2 separate regions of the Sus scrofa genome follow, and region 2 is linked to region 1. The links are chromatin contacts, called in public Hi-C maps. All regions are on one chromosome and are shown on one strand. Each heading gives the region's core, a stretch centred on a gene start, on an enhancer-like site or on the middle of the called end of the contact. The rest is flanking DNA. Distances are from core to core; before and after follow the strand shown.

Evidence for each region. A called contact is a pair of places that touch in the nucleus more often than the background predicts.
Region 2: a contact with region 1 is called in a Hi-C map of subcutaneous adipose tissue, with 5 times the contacts expected there. The contact joins the enhancer-like site here to the promoter of PIM1 in region 1. A contact is called at or near these places in 5 of 5 promoter capture datasets (fetal liver, fetal skeletal muscle, liver and 1 more), 35 of 47 Hi-C or Micro-C datasets (adipocytes, adipose tissue, alveolar macrophages and 17 more) and 2 of 2 datasets of contacts at active chromatin or transcription factors (alveolar macrophages and skeletal muscle).

Annotation. Positions count from the first base shown.
Region 1 is chr7:32,785,262-32,792,587 of Sscrofa11.1, reverse strand. PIM1 (serine/threonine-protein kinase pim-1) reads right to left here and starts at 4,342. Exons shown (of 6, transcript XM_005665927.2): 1 at 3,848-4,342; 2 at 3,632-3,738; 3 at 3,476-3,526; 4 at 3,025-3,391; 5 at 1,277-1,453; 6 at 1-263. The coding sequence starts at 3,929. The coding sequence ends at 106.
Region 2 is chr7:32,686,034-32,693,359 of Sscrofa11.1, reverse strand. No RefSeq gene overlaps it. Among named protein-coding and RNA genes, the nearest start is that of FGD2, 41 kb to the right of the region's middle. Within about 2 kb of position 3,344, at least 19 of the 83 cell types and tissues checked have an H3K27ac peak or open chromatin away from gene starts, as enhancers often do. A contact at or near this core is called in adipose tissue, alveolar macrophages, retroperitoneal adipose tissue and 1 more, where this site is marked.

The DNA.
Region 1 (7,326 bases), core at 3,093-5,592:
CACTGTCCCGCTTGGAGAGAAGTGTCACTGGTACTCGGGAAGCTGGAAACAGACACTTTCCCTCCCTTGAGCATCTGACAGAGAGGGGAGAACCTGCCGGAGAAGCTATTTGCTGGGCCCCGGTGAGAGGCTGTGGAGATGGATCTCAGCAGTTTCCTGGGGCAGAAGGACATCCTGCATCCATGGATGGTTCTGGATTTCTTCGAAGGATGGCCGATCTGATGGTCTCAAGGCCAAGCACCATCTGATGAGATGCTGACACTCTGGAGAAAGCAAAATAGAGGTTATGAATGACTCAACTTGTTTTTTTGCAATGCAAAGATCTTTCCAGGGGCCGGCACGCCAGGGATCCAATAGAGACCTTGCCCTTTCTAGAACTCATATTCTTCAATGAGTAACATTTAGCTCCTCTAGTCTGCTTTCAGCTAAAAAAACCCAGCTCCCCTCTTAAGCCTGTGGTTTTCAAACTTCAATAGCTAGGGCCTTTCCCACGACACCCACTCACTAGAAATAGGAAGAATGATGACAAGGGATTCTGATGAGACGTGACGAGGTGATTCAATTCACCTACTGGCTTACAAATACGAACTCCACCCACAATGAGGTCACTGGAACCACAGTACTCAGAGACCCTGCCTTAATGGAGAAGGCTCAGGGAGCCCTTAATTTTTCACTCTTTGGCCCAACAGCCAGGGGTTGAGGGATCAGGATTCTCTGAAAGGTCTTTTTAAGTTTCTTTCAGAGGAACTAAATGGTCTTTTTTGTCTTAAAATTCTCAGAGCTCTTTCTCTGACACCCCCCCGCCCCCTGCCAAGGCACCCGCAAATGCACACCCTTTGATTCCTGGGGGATTCACAGCTCTCAAGGGTAAATCGTGCCCTAGAATCCTAAGCCAAGGGTCCAGTATCTTAGAGCAAAGCCCTCCAGAACTCAAAGACTGTCCCCCGGGATGAGAGCATTGTAATTCCTGCTTCTCCTCAGTAATGGGCTTCCTAATGAGTTCCTGTTGTGGTTCAGTGGAAACGAATCTGACTAGGATCCATGAGGACACAGGTTCAATCCCTGGCCTCACTTCGTGGATGAAGGATCTGGCATTGCCACAAGCTGTGGTGCAGATCTAGGTCACAGACGCGGCTCGGATCCTGCGTTGCTGTGGCTGTGAAGCAGGCCAGTGGTTACAGCTCTGATTGGACCCCCAGCTTAGGAACTTCCATATGCCACATGTGCAGCCCTAAAAAGATTAAAAAATGGGCGGGGGGCGCTTCCCAGAAGTTACCTGAAGAGACCCTCTGCCTGAAGAACACTTGGCCCCTGATGATCTCCTCATCATGTTCAAAGGGAATATCTCCGCAGACCATGTCGTACAGCAGGATCCCCAGAGACCAGACCGCCGCTGACCTGCCATGGTAGCGATGATAGCGGATCCACTCTGGAGGACTATACACTCGGGTTCCTGAGAGCCGGGGGAATAGGAAGGAAAACACGCTTTTAGCAAAAAATAAAACACAAAGCAGCTGAGGTCTGCTGAGTAACTCTTAAAAAAACAAAACAAAACAACCACTACGCTACTTCCTCCCCCAGCAGCTGGGTGAACTCCTGTTTTGGCCTTGGGGCTAAAGGGAGTGGATGAGCAACTTATGGCAACTCTCCAACCCAAAGCATTTCCACCTACCCTCACCGTCCAGACCATTAGCTGAAATTCTTTACAAACAGCTCCAAGAAACAAACAGGGCCGGCCACAGACCCTGAGGCTTGTGTGTGGCAGGACCACCCGCCACAGAAAGAGGGGATGAAGGTTTGCACAATCAAGGGAGTTATTCCACAGACCAGCCTCAAACTGCATTAAACATCCTTGCCCAGGAGCCGGGTGAGGGTGAGTCTCACTTCTGATGTGATGCAGGCAAGGACACTTGCACAATATCCTAAGTCAGGGTGCCCTTTGAGAGGCTGTCCTCCCCACCCTCTGAACACAGAGGCAGACACCCACACCCCTTCCTCCCCACAAGGGAAAGGTAGACAGAGCTGCAGGGCTGGCTTCAGACCACGTGATTCCTGTTTACAAACTTTGAGTTGTAAAAAAAAAAAAAAAAAAGGTGGGGGCCATCCCGCTGGTGCTCACCAGGGGGCAGCAAAGACTCAAAGAAAAAAAAAAAAAAAAAAAACCCGGGGAGGACCAGCCATTAACTGTTAAATACAAAAAAATACAGCCCAACCCAGCGTCCTCCAAGGGCAAATAAACACAAACCACAAGCCCCAGTCACAAGTTTTGAAAGGTTGTCGTTGGTGAGGTTAAGCCGCTCAGATGATGACCCACCCTCCTGTGCTTTGATCTCCGAGCTCTCCATTCCATCTTCTCTGAAAGGACCCGCTCCAAGCCCCTCCCTAGGATAGGTTTTCATCCTCTCTGCGGAGACACCCAACTAATTCTCTAACCAGCAAGAGATCTTATTTCACAACATTCATTCTTAATTCCCTCACCCTACAACACCCCCCAAAATTAAATAATCAACAAAACGAATTATTCAGCACAACTACTGTTTCTATTCCTTATCCTTCCCTAGATCAAAGGAGAGAAACTGCAGCTCTAAAACTACCTTACCGAAAACTAAGTCCCTTGTAAGACAAAACAAAAATTACAAAACCGGCATCAATTTTCATCTCTCCCGCTCTCTCCTCCTCCTTCCCCCTCCTATCCTTTTACTGGGGAGGAAACTGGGTCAGACTTCAGAAATCTGGGCTACGGCCGGTTGCCCACAACCTCTTATTCATCGGGAAAGGTTGGAACCCACTGAATTCCACTCAAAAAATAAAATCATGCCAGAAACATTACAGGTTCTGCTGGCTTGAAATCGCCGGCTTTCCTAGGCTGGGAAGCTCTCTTTCGCCCCACCCCTGCTAGCATCGAGCCAGGCGGCCCGATGACCTTTACAAAGGGCCGGAGAGGGGAGCCTGTGGAGGCCTCCAGGCCAGGCCGAGTCACCTGGGCAGCTCCCTCCCGCGCAGCTCCCCCAAGGCCTGGCTCACCATCGAAGTCCGTGTAGACGGTGTCCTTGAGAAGCGCCCCCGACCCGAAGTCGATGAGCTTGAGCTCGCCGCGGTTGAGGTCGATGAGGATGTTCTCGTCCTTGATGTCGCGGTGGAGCACCCCGCAGTTGTGGCAGTGGCGAACGGCCTCCAGCACCTGCCAGAAGAAGCTGCGGGCCAGCTCCTCCTGCAGGGCCCCCCTTTCCGTGATAAAGTCGAAGAGGTCTTGCACCGGCTCGGGCCTCTCCAGGATCAGGACGAAACTGTCGGGCCTCTCGAACCAGTCCAGGAGCCTAATGACGCCGGAAAAGCCCGAGCTCACCTTCTTCAGAAGAACCACTTCCATGGGCACTCGGGTGCCATTAGGCTGCAGAGGGGGCAAGGGGGCTGCGTTAGGGCGGGAGTCGGAGGGTGCCCCTCACCCCACCCATCCTTGGGGTCGCTCCCTCACCAGTTCTCCCCAGTCGGAAATCCGGTCCTTCTCCACGTGCTTGATGGCCACCTGGAAAGCCCCCCAGAGAGTCTGTTAGGTCCCCTCGCCAGAGCCAAACACACCCTGCCGCCCCCCTGCCCGGAGCGCCCTCCCCGTGGTGGGGCGCCCACTCACCGGCAAGTTGTCGGCGACACGGATGCCTGAGTAGACCGAACCGAAGCCGCCGCTGCCCAGTAGCGGGCCCACCTGGTACTGCGACTCCAGGGGCTCCTTATCCTTGCCTAGGAAAGGGGGAGTCACAGAGGACTCAGTGCCGGCCCGGGTGCCCCCAGCTCCCACCCTGGGAAGTCCAGTCGCCCCTCCATCCACGATTTGGGGGGGGGCACTCACCGGGCGCCAGCTTGGTGGCGTGCAGGTCGTTGCAGGGCGCGGCGCGCAGGTGGGCAAGCGAGTTGATTTTGGACAAGAGCATCCCAACCTCCAGGGTGTCGGCGTAGGGACTGCGTCTGGAAGAGCTGCAGCAGCAGGAGCTGGGGCTGGGGTTGTGCCGGTGGCTGTGCCTACGGCTGGGGGTGAGGCTGCGGGTGGCGTTGCGGCTGCGGCAGCGGCTGGCGCGGAAGGCCGAGGGCGAGTCGGAGGACGACTGGGGGCGCCGCCGGGGCTGGAGACTGGCGGACACGCCGGCGGGGTCAGGCAACGCCGAGGGCGGCGGGGTGGGCGGCTCGTGGGACTCTTGCGGCAGCGCCGCGGCACAGGGAGCTTGTAGCTGCTGCTGCTGCCGGTCCCGCCACCGCCGCTGCCGCTGCTGCCGCCAAGTCCTCTCGGGCCTCCTCCGCCACCGCGGCCGCTGCAGCAGACGCCCGGCTCGCCCAGCCGCCAGGAGTAAAGGGGCGGAGCGCGCCGGCGGGGGGCGCGCGGGCGGGCGGGGATGGGGCGGGGCCTCTCCAGGAGGCCTAGGCGGGGAGCCGGGCTGCCAGGCCAGCGGAGGGAGGAGAGGGGGTGGGGAAGCGGCGGGACAGGGCGACTCCCCTCCCCCCCGCCCCGCGCGCTCCGGCGCCGCACCCCGGCCCCGCCCCCGCCGGCGCATCTCCAGCCAACCAGAAGCCGACCTATCTGCATAACACGGCGCGCCCCGCTCCCGCCCCGCCCCGCTCTCGCGGTCAGAATGGTCTCTACGCCGCCACGACGTGGCGGGAAGGAAAAGGCGCCAAAATGGAGGGGGAGGGGCGCGGGGCGTGATGGGAGGCGGGAGCTGGGTGTCTAGCAGCCACGGAGGAAGGATGGGGAGGGGCGTATCGATTCAAACCCAAACAATAACAAAGCCATCAAAGGCCGCCCGAGGCCGGCTCTGCGGCTCTCCGTTTCTCGGGGTTTTTGGGTCAAGGGCTTGAGCTGGAGCATAACAAGTTGCGCAGAGACGACGGGCGTTGGTGTGACAGGCGGGGAGGCCAGGCGGCCGGCGCGCCGGGGTGTGAGGGACCGTGTGTGTGTGTGTGTGTGTGGTGTGTGTGTGGCGGGGGGGATGCCGACGAGGGTGGTCTTTCTGTGTGACTCAGACGTGAGACCTCCAAGTCGGCTTGGGCTGGTTGATCACGCTCTGTGGGCTCGAGTTGGGTCCTCCGGGGTTTGTGTGTTGGGGGCGCGTGGGGGGCGAAGGATCTGCAAGATGTGAGTCACAGCGGCTTCACGCAGGGAGTGGAGGTGTCACAGGCCCGGAATAAAATGAGGAGAGCTCCGCTCACTCGGGGGAGGCGTCCCGATCGCGGTTGTCACAGCCCGTGAAAAGATCAGCTCCCCAGCCCCCAATCCCCTAGCAGATTTTATTTTTAAAATGCAGAAAGGTTCCAGTGAATCCTGATTCCTAAGCAGTGATGTGTGTCAGAGTGCCCGGTAAAGAGGAAATCACGAAACAAATGTTAGTATTGTGATGCCAGATGCTGTCTCAGCCCTTCTGTGAGGGCGGGAGCGAGAGATGAATTCCTCATCTAAAGCGGGGTGGGAGGGCGCGCTTGATTTAATCAGCTTTCGCGTTGTATTCACCTTTTCATCAGCCTGTTATTACCAGTCAGGCAATACTAGCAATTATTAGCAGCCCCCGATTCTTGACTCAAAGGAAATGCCCCTCCTTTCCCTGCCCCCCCTTGGAAATAACACGGAAAACTGACCAATTTGACTTTCATCCTTTGTCCTTTTAAACTTCATGTAGAGTTGATAACGACGTGTGAAATGAGTAAATTAGAATTCTATGTAATCCATAAATTGAAATGTCAGAGCCTAAATAATTGAAAGCTAACTACATCCTATTTTAATTGTTTTCAAGTTCCTGCCACTTAAAGGAAAAATGAGGAAGTCCGTGGATCTGTGTATCTGCTGGCATTAATGAGTTTAAATGTTTCATTAAAAGTTTCCTACAGTGCTTGTTTTATAAAGACACCCAGTTGTTTCACAACTTTTATGAATTTATCTTATAAGATATTACATATTTCCCTTTTGTTGTGTACTGTGGCCTAACTCATTCATTTTTGATGACTATGAGAAAACCCAAGGGAACAAGAATTATTCCCTTTTTTACAGACAGGAAAATGAAACATAAATAGGATGACACAGGGTCATACAACAGCTAAGGGAGGAAGAGATGAAATGACCCAAATTCAACTCCAGAGTATTCAAAGCTTTTCTTCTATTGGCATCCAAAACTGTCCTTGATACTAAGATAACAAGTATAAATTTATGTGACCACCATTTCCAACCCCTCTACCTTCCCTTTCCTTTCACAAGCCATACTGGACCATTCTCCCTTGTTCCCACTCACGCAGCACTTTAGACTTTGTGCCTTTGGAGAGGCAGTCAGCCTGCTCTGAGAATTCCCCCTCTTTTATTTAAAGCCTTTGCCGACTTGAGAACACAATTCTAGTTCCACCCCAGATTGCCCAACAAACTCCAAGCATGAAATTACACATCTACTCCACTTATCTGACAACCGCACGTTTTTTAGGTTTTTTTTTTAAATCTCTTTATTAACTTTTCAGTTATTTATATCTTCTCTCCCTAGTCCTTAAATGAATACTTTGTCCAATGATTGTTGACGAAAGGAAAGACTAAAATGGGTCTCCACAAAAAAGGTCATGATTATAAAAGTCAATTTAGACCAAATTTCAGCAAATTAAAATGGAACAGACAATATAAAGGTTAGGAACAACCTTTAAACTGAGTTACCTTGCTTTCAAATCTAGTTATGTGACGTTCGTCAAGTTACTTAACCTTTCTAAGCTTTACACTGAATGGAGATAACAGTTGCACCTACATTTTAGGGCTGTTGTAAGACACAGACCAGCACAGAGTGAGATTCTAATAAATATTAGTTATGAAGTCAATGATGCTGATTGTGATTGTGACAATGATGATTAAAAGGAAGAATTTTGGGATGGTCTTGCACCTTGAAGGCTTCAAAGATAAAATGCTAGCTAGTTTGATTTTAACCTGTTTGGAGAGAATGTGATTCAAAATCATATACATTAAATCAAGTTCAATCATTTTCACTTTCTCTAGATCTTTGTAGGGCTAAATATTTAATTAGTAAGAGCTGAAGTAATTAACATTTAATATGTCTGCTTTATATGGTAGGCACTTCACAGCTGGAAATTACAAAACATGGACCTTGCCGGGCAAAGAGCTTTTATTTACTTAAAACTGCTTTTAAAGATAATTATTAAACATTCAGGTATGTTTTGCATTAAAAGTTACTCTTCCAAGATAAGGAACTTGATGTTTTGATACATCAAACTGTGGCTGTAAAAAGAAAATCTTGCACAACCTGTGCCATCTCAAAGATTTGAACAAACAATCAGAAACACTACACTAATAATTAA
Region 2 (7,326 bases), core at 2,095-4,594, 98 kb after region 1:
GAACTTCTGTATGCTGCAGGTGCAGCCCTAAATAAATAATAAAAGCAGTATTAAGAAAAGAAAGAGAAAAGACATGTGAGTTCCCAGAAGCTGAGGAAGCGTAACAGAGGCCAAGCCGGAACAGAGAACCAACTGACCCACCCCTTCCAGGGAAAGGCAGTGGCCACGTGGAGCGAGGCAGGTCTGGTGCCTTGCCAGCCGGACAGCCGGCCCTGGGCTCACTTCCTCCAGCACTGCTGCCCAGGGACAGAGCTGAGACTAGTGGTGGGAGAGAGCAGAGCCTGGTCCAGAGGCCCCTCTCTCTCCCCTTCCTGTTGCCCAGGCCACAGGGCCCCTGGAGTTTGCCCTTCCATCTCCTCTGCTTCCATGATATCCGTCAGAAGCCTGCTGCTTTTGTGCTGTGCTTATAACCTGGGGTGTCTTCCCTGACTATGAATATCCTGTATCCAGTTCTCAAAATGCAGGTCCTTATACCAGCTGGCAGCATTAGCATCACCCAGGAATTCATTAGAAATGCAAATTCACAGACCCCACCCCAGACCCACTGAATCTGAAACTCTGCATGTGGAGCCCAGCAATCTGCTTTAACAAGCCCTCCAGGGCTACAGCTTAAGAGCCACTGCCTCATAGTAGAGCCCACTGCCTCATAGTAGAGCCCACTGTAGCCCTTGGGTTTTGTTTGTTTGTTGGCTGTGTGCATAGCGTGTAGAAGTTCAGGGGCCAGGAATCAAACCCATGCCACAGCAGCGACCAGAGCCACAGTAGTGACAATGCTGAATCCTTAACCTGCTGAGCCACCCGGGAATTCCAGTGGTCCTTGTTTTACATCAATTATTTCATTTTATACATTGCCATGATTATTACTTAACAAAACAAAAACAAAAACAAAAAAAAAACAAGCTCAGAGAGGTCAAGGGACTTGCAAAGTTCACACAGCCAGTCAGAGGTAGAGCTGGACTCTGAGCCCATACTTTTATTTTAGCCTTTGTGCTTTCCTGTTTCCAGCTGCCTAGACTTCAGGCTCTCCTACAGGGTCCCGCTTGGCCCTGGGCATACAGAATGCCACAGACATGGGTTGGACCAGAGTTTGCACACTGTGGCATCAGACCCTTGGCTGCTCAGCCGGAAGACCAGACTGATCCCTCATGAGATCCAGGCAGCCCAGGTCCCCTGTGGGATGAGGGAGGCAGCTCTGTGTGCCTGCTGAGGCCCCTCCAGTGATGACAGCCAGTGGCAATCTGGATGGACAAACCTCAGTGGAGGGGCACAGTGCCACCTGCTGGCCAGAAGGACATCATCAGTGATGCTGGCTGATTAACACAGGGACTCACACGAACACTCAGGGACACGGTGACAAGCATGCACGTGTCTCCTCCCACTGCACGTGGGCGGACCAGTTCACACGTGGATGTCTGGGCCTGTGGGCATGTGGGGCTCTCAGCCATGCGGCCTGGCAGAAAGCAGTAAATTCACTCATTTATTCATCTCTTCCCTCACCAAATGTTCATTGAGATATGCCAAGCCCACAGCAGCTCTCCCTGGCTGGGTGATGATAAAGAGGCAATTGGAGTTCCCTGGTGGCCTAGTGGTTAAGGATCTGGCATGGTCACTGCTGTGGCCCAGGTTTTTTTTCTTTTTAGAGCCACACCTGCAATATATGGAAGTTCCCAGGCTAGGGGTTGAATTGAAGCTGCAGCTGCCAGCCTAGCACAGTAACACTGGATCCAAACTGCATCCGTGACCTACATTGCAGCTGGTGACAATGCCAGATACCTTAACCCACTGAGTGAGGACAGGGATTGAACCTGCATCTTCATGGATACTAATCAGATTCTTAACCCCCTGAGCCACAATGGAAACTCCCTGTGGCATTTGATACCTAGCCTGGGAACTTCTGCATGTCATGGGCATGATCAAAAACAAAAAAAAAAAGAGAGCGAGAGAAACTAGGCAATCACTAAGCGATGTGGATAAGGGTCCCAGGTGGGATGTGCCCGGTGAGGTCAAAGAGGCAGCCTCTTATCCCAGCCTATAGGCTGGGTTGGAGGCAAGGACAACAGCTCCAGGAAATACATGCCCAGCTAGGTCTTAGCACAGGAGCAGGAGATGCTGGGTAAAGGACGCAGGAGCTCATCAGAGCAAAGCCCAGAGGAGGAGCTGGGACCCCTAGCAAGGGTTTTACACCCAAGCCTCAGAGTCTGGACTCTCCACAGGCAGTGGGGGGCCATGGAAACTTCAGCCAGGGAAGGCCATGGCCTGGTTCTGGGGCCATTCCTGACTGACACATTTGTTCTATAGCTGAGGCCCTGAGGGTCTCTTAGCCCCTTTTGGGGTTGGGCCTTGCATGTGATTTGTCCCTGTGGACTGTCTCCTCTGGCTGCAGCAGTTACCCTTGGATGTGTCTGGGAAGGGGAGAGACACCCCCACCCCACTCTGCCCACACCCCCAGTCCCCCAAGAGCAGCCTACGTTGTGTCTAGAAAAGAATGAAGCAAACTGCAGCCATTATTAAGGCAGGAATCCCTGTGTCCCCTGTAGATGCCCTTTTACCTTTTTTTTTTTTTAGGGCCACAGCTGCAGCACATGGAGGTTCCTGGGTTAGGGGTCAAATCAGAGCTGCAGCTGCCGGCCTTCCCCACAGCCACAGTGACACCAGATCCTTAACCCACTGAGCAACACCTCAACTGTGGCAATGCTGGATCCTTAACCCACTGAGGGAGGCCAGGGATCGAGCCCGCATCCTCATGGATACTAGTGGGATTCTTAACCTGCTGCCACAACGGGAACTCCTAGCCCTTTTTTCAACTCACTGGCCCCCCCGAGTCAGCTCAGAGGATGTGACCTATTCCAAAACCTAGCTCCCTGTGCCTACCAGATCCCCCGGTTCCCCTACCAGAGGGTCAGGACTTCTCTGTGGAGACGGGCCCTGGATGGGTGAGTTTTGGGGGGCGGTGAGCACAGGAGGGAACCTGGAGCACCAACACAGCTGTGTCTGGTTAGGGCAGTGGGGGCTGACCTGGAGGGAACCCCAAGACTGAGGGGGAAGGGAGACGCACCAGGACTCCCCAAAGAGGTGGTGGCAGGTGGGGCTGAGGAGAAAACCTTGGCAGCTTCCCAAGGCAGCTTGGCTGTGACTTTGTCAATGGCCGGGTCCCCACTAGCCCTGCCCCCACCCCTCCCCGCGCGCCCTGTCCCCCGCCTGCGGTTTTCCTCAGTAGAACAGCACGGTAGCTTCCGAGAAGCCCCACCAAGACTTTCCTGTCAGGGCAACTCCAAGTTCCTCTTACTGAGGAAGGGGAAGTGGTGGAGTCTCTCCTACGGCCTTTCAGTTTCTTTCTAAGAAGCCAGAGCGTCCAGCCCAGGCCCTGGGCAGCCGCAGGTGTTGAAGGGAGAGACGTTCCAGGTCAGGGGCTTTCCCGCCTCACTTCCAGTCGAAGCTCATTTGTTGGGGCCCCGGGGTGGACATTCCAGAAGAGGAAATGAGACGCACGTTTTGCAGGGCCTTTCCCACGCCCCCTCCTTTCTTCCTCCTCCAGGGTAACGCCCCCCGCTCCCCCCCCCTCGCAGGAACAAGCGCCAAAGGCAGCCTCCCCTCCTCCCCTCCCTCAGGGACATCTCAGGTGGAAACTGATTTCCTCAGGGTTCAACGACAACCTCTTCTGAGTCCTGCTTCTTTGGGGCTCTGCTGGGTGACTGAAAACTAACCCAAACGAAGAACTGACAGGTGACACCAGCTTCACGCCCAAGCTGGGCCCGGGGATAGGCTCGCTTTGGAGACCCGAAGTTTTTTTTTCTTTCTTTCTTTTTTTGCTGCTTCACGGCATATGGAGTTCCTGGGGGGCCAGGGATCAGATCTGAGACGCAGTTGTGACCTACGGCAAAGCTGAATCCTTAACCCACTATGCCACGGATGGAACCTTCATCCTCGTGCTGCAAACGCCACCAATACCATTTCGTCAAAGTAGGAACTCTTTTTTTTTTTTTTTTTTTTTGCTTTTTGGGGCCGCACATGTGGCATATGGAAGTTCCCAGGATAGGGGTTGAATTGGAGCTGCAGCTGCCGGCCTACACCACAGCCACAGCAATGCGGGATCTGACGTCTTCGATCTACACCACAGCTCACAGCAAGGCCGGATCTTTAACCTACTGAGCGAGGCCAGGGATCGAAGCTGTGTCCTCATGGATACTAGTCGGGTTCATTAATCACTGAGCCACAATGGGAACTCCCAAAGTAGGAACTCTTGGAGACCTGAAGCCTCTTGAGGAGAGACTGTGGGAGCCCCAAGAACTGAGAGACACCTTTTTTTTTTTCTTTTTAGGACCGCACCTGCAGCATATGGAAGTTTCCAGGCTAGGGGTCAATCAGAGTTACAGTGCTGGCCTACACCAGAGCCACAGCAACTGGGGATCCGAGACTCATCTGCGACCTACACCACAGCTCACAGCAATGCCAGATCCTTAACCCACTGAGAGAAACTAGGGATTGAACCCACATCCTCATGGATATTAGTCAGGTTCGGGACTGTTGAGCCACAATCAGAGCTCCGAGAGGCCACCTTTTTAAGATCTGGCTTGATGGTAAAGCAAAAGTTCAGATGTGATTATAACAATAGCCACCACTGAAGTTAAGCACTTATTGTGTGCCAGCCCCATGCCCAGCTTTTTACATTAATTTCCTCCTATAATCCCCACGGCAATCCCATGACGAAGATACAATCATTATCCCTGAAGTCTAGCACCTGCCCAGCTCTCGCATCCCAAGGGCCCGTCCTTCCCAGTAGACCTCTTCTTGGTAAGACGGGGAAGAAAGATCAGGCCCTTAAAGGAGCTGGCTGGGAAGGTATAATTTCCAATCTCCCCAAGCCTCTCCAAGCAACCTCTGAGCCCTGAAGAGTGAGTGATCTAGTTAAAGCATCTTCACGGCACAGCAGGGCTGGGGCTCTCCCCAAGGCCTTTCAAACTCCTGTAGCCTCTTTTATTTTCCTTCCACAGGCACTGTTTTAGGCATTGCTTTGCCAACACACGCGTTATGGGGACAGTAGGGGGATTCCCCTGAACCATGATGCTGTTCCGTTCAAAAACATTTGCCTAGAGGTCCCCAACTGTGTGACTCACACTGTTGAGGTGGCAAGAAAACTCAGCTGCGGGGCGGAGGGGCTGGACCCAAACAGAAGGGGACACTGAGAGGGTAGGCAAGGTTCAGTGAATTAAAATACAGGACACCGGTGAAATTAAAATTTCAGATCAACAACAACATTTGGGCTGCCCTTGTACTGAAGAAAATTTAAAAAAAGTGTTGTTTGTCTCATATTCAAATTTAACTGGGCATCCTGTTTTGTATTTGCAACCCTGGACACTCAGCACCTGGGGCAGAGCCCCAGCCCTCCCCACGGTTTCAGGGAGCTGCTGTCAAGAGGAAGAGCCAACAGGGAATTCCCTTGTGGTGCAGCGAGTTAAGGATCTGGCGTTGTCATTGTAGTGGCACAGGTTCGATCCCTGGCCCGGGAACTTCCACATGCTGCAGATGCGGGGGTGGGGGAAATGGGGGGTTAGTGGAGAGAGCCAGCAAAGCTGGGAGAAAACCACACACCTGGGATGAAAAACAAACCTGAGTTTGGTAAGAGAAGGATGGAAACATTCTGCTTCAAGGATTTCTCCTGAGCAATCTCAAAATCTCATTCTTATCCCAGGGCAGAGGTCCAAGTTCAAGTTCCAAAAAGACTCATGGTGTTCCTGAAGAAGACCTTCCTTTCTCTGGGCCCCAGTGTTTTCATCTGTCATGGAGAGGAGGTCTGGATTCTACGAAGCAAGAGAAGGTGGGAGGTGGCCAGGAGGAAGTTTGAAGAGGAGGAGGCAGCTCCACTTGGAAACGTGCCACACCTTCTGCCCTGTGGCACTGAGGGGGACTGGCACCTTGGGACTGGACCCTGGGTGCTTGGAGGCTTCTCTGGGTCAGGACAGCCAGCTTTTCAAACACACCTGAGCCACAGCCATGGTGGTCGCTGGCTCTAAATGAGAAACATAGATTGGACTGATGAAAGGGTTAAATGTCTACAAAATGTTAACTAGCCAACTGCAACTCAGCTCCTAGAGTTTACATCAGTTATATGTGATGGGGCAGGTGGGTCCATTTGAATACATTTGCGGGATGTGGCTTTTTTTTAAAAATGTATTTCTCTTACGTTATTCAGATCAAGAGTCAAATAAGGTCTGTGCATTATTGGGGTTTGTTTTGGCTGCACCTATGGGCACAGAGAAGTTCCTGGGCCAGGATTGAATCTGAGCTGCAGCTGCGACCTACGCCATAGCTGTGGCATTTCCAGATCCTTAAACCCACTGTGCGGGGCTGGGGATTGAACCTGAGCTACTGTAGCTACCACACTGGGTCCTTAACCTGCTCTACCACAGCAGGAACTCTGAGGGATGTGGCCTTTGAGAGTAAGATGCCCAGGGTTTTCAAGTCCCACAAAGAGCAGTCCAGAGATGTGGAGCCAGTGAATACCTCCAGACTAGCCCCCTGCTCCAGGGGCTGTGTAGAGGTGACCCTTAGCAGCCAGAACCTTGGGAGAGAGAGATGGGGGAAGGGCTTGTCTGGGAATCAGGGAAGGCCCCTTTGGGAGGGTCCCAAATGGTCCCTGGAGGGGGACTGGTGAGACCCAGCAGGGCCTCTGGGCCAGGCTGAGGCTCCAGGTAGGGCTGTGGTCTTGGCAGGGAGCTGGCAGCCATATCTCGAGCCGAGTCCCAACACTTCTCAGACTGGGTAGGGGCTGGGATTTCTTCTCTACCCTCACCTGCTAGAAAGGCCAGGGCTGCATAGGTGCAGAGGTGGTACCAGGGGCTCCAGGTACCCTAGGCCCCTCTAATCACCAAAAACTCCATACCTCAAAGCCGCCACCAGAAGCTAATATTCTTTGCTGTGGACAGGGCCATTTTCTCAATCTTGCATAAAAGTATACCTTTAGGAAGCTTGGTGTATTATTTTGCTCAGGCTGCCACAGCCAAGTACCATCCCAGGGAGGCGTAAAGAACAGAAAGTTGGAGTTCCCGTTGTGGCTCAGTGGTTAAAGAATCCAACTAGGAACCATGAGGTTGCGGGTTCCATCCCTGGCCTCGCTCAGTGGATTAAGGATCCGGCGTTGCTGAGAGCTGTGGTGTCGGTCCCAGACACAGCTCTGATCCTGCATTAATGTGGCTGTGGTAGGCCAACAGCTGTAGCTCTGATTCAACCCCTAGCCTGGGTACTTCCATATGTCACAGGTGCAGCCCTAAAAAAAAGCACACACACACACACAAAAAAAAGAATCCAACTGTAGAGGTTTGGGTTGCT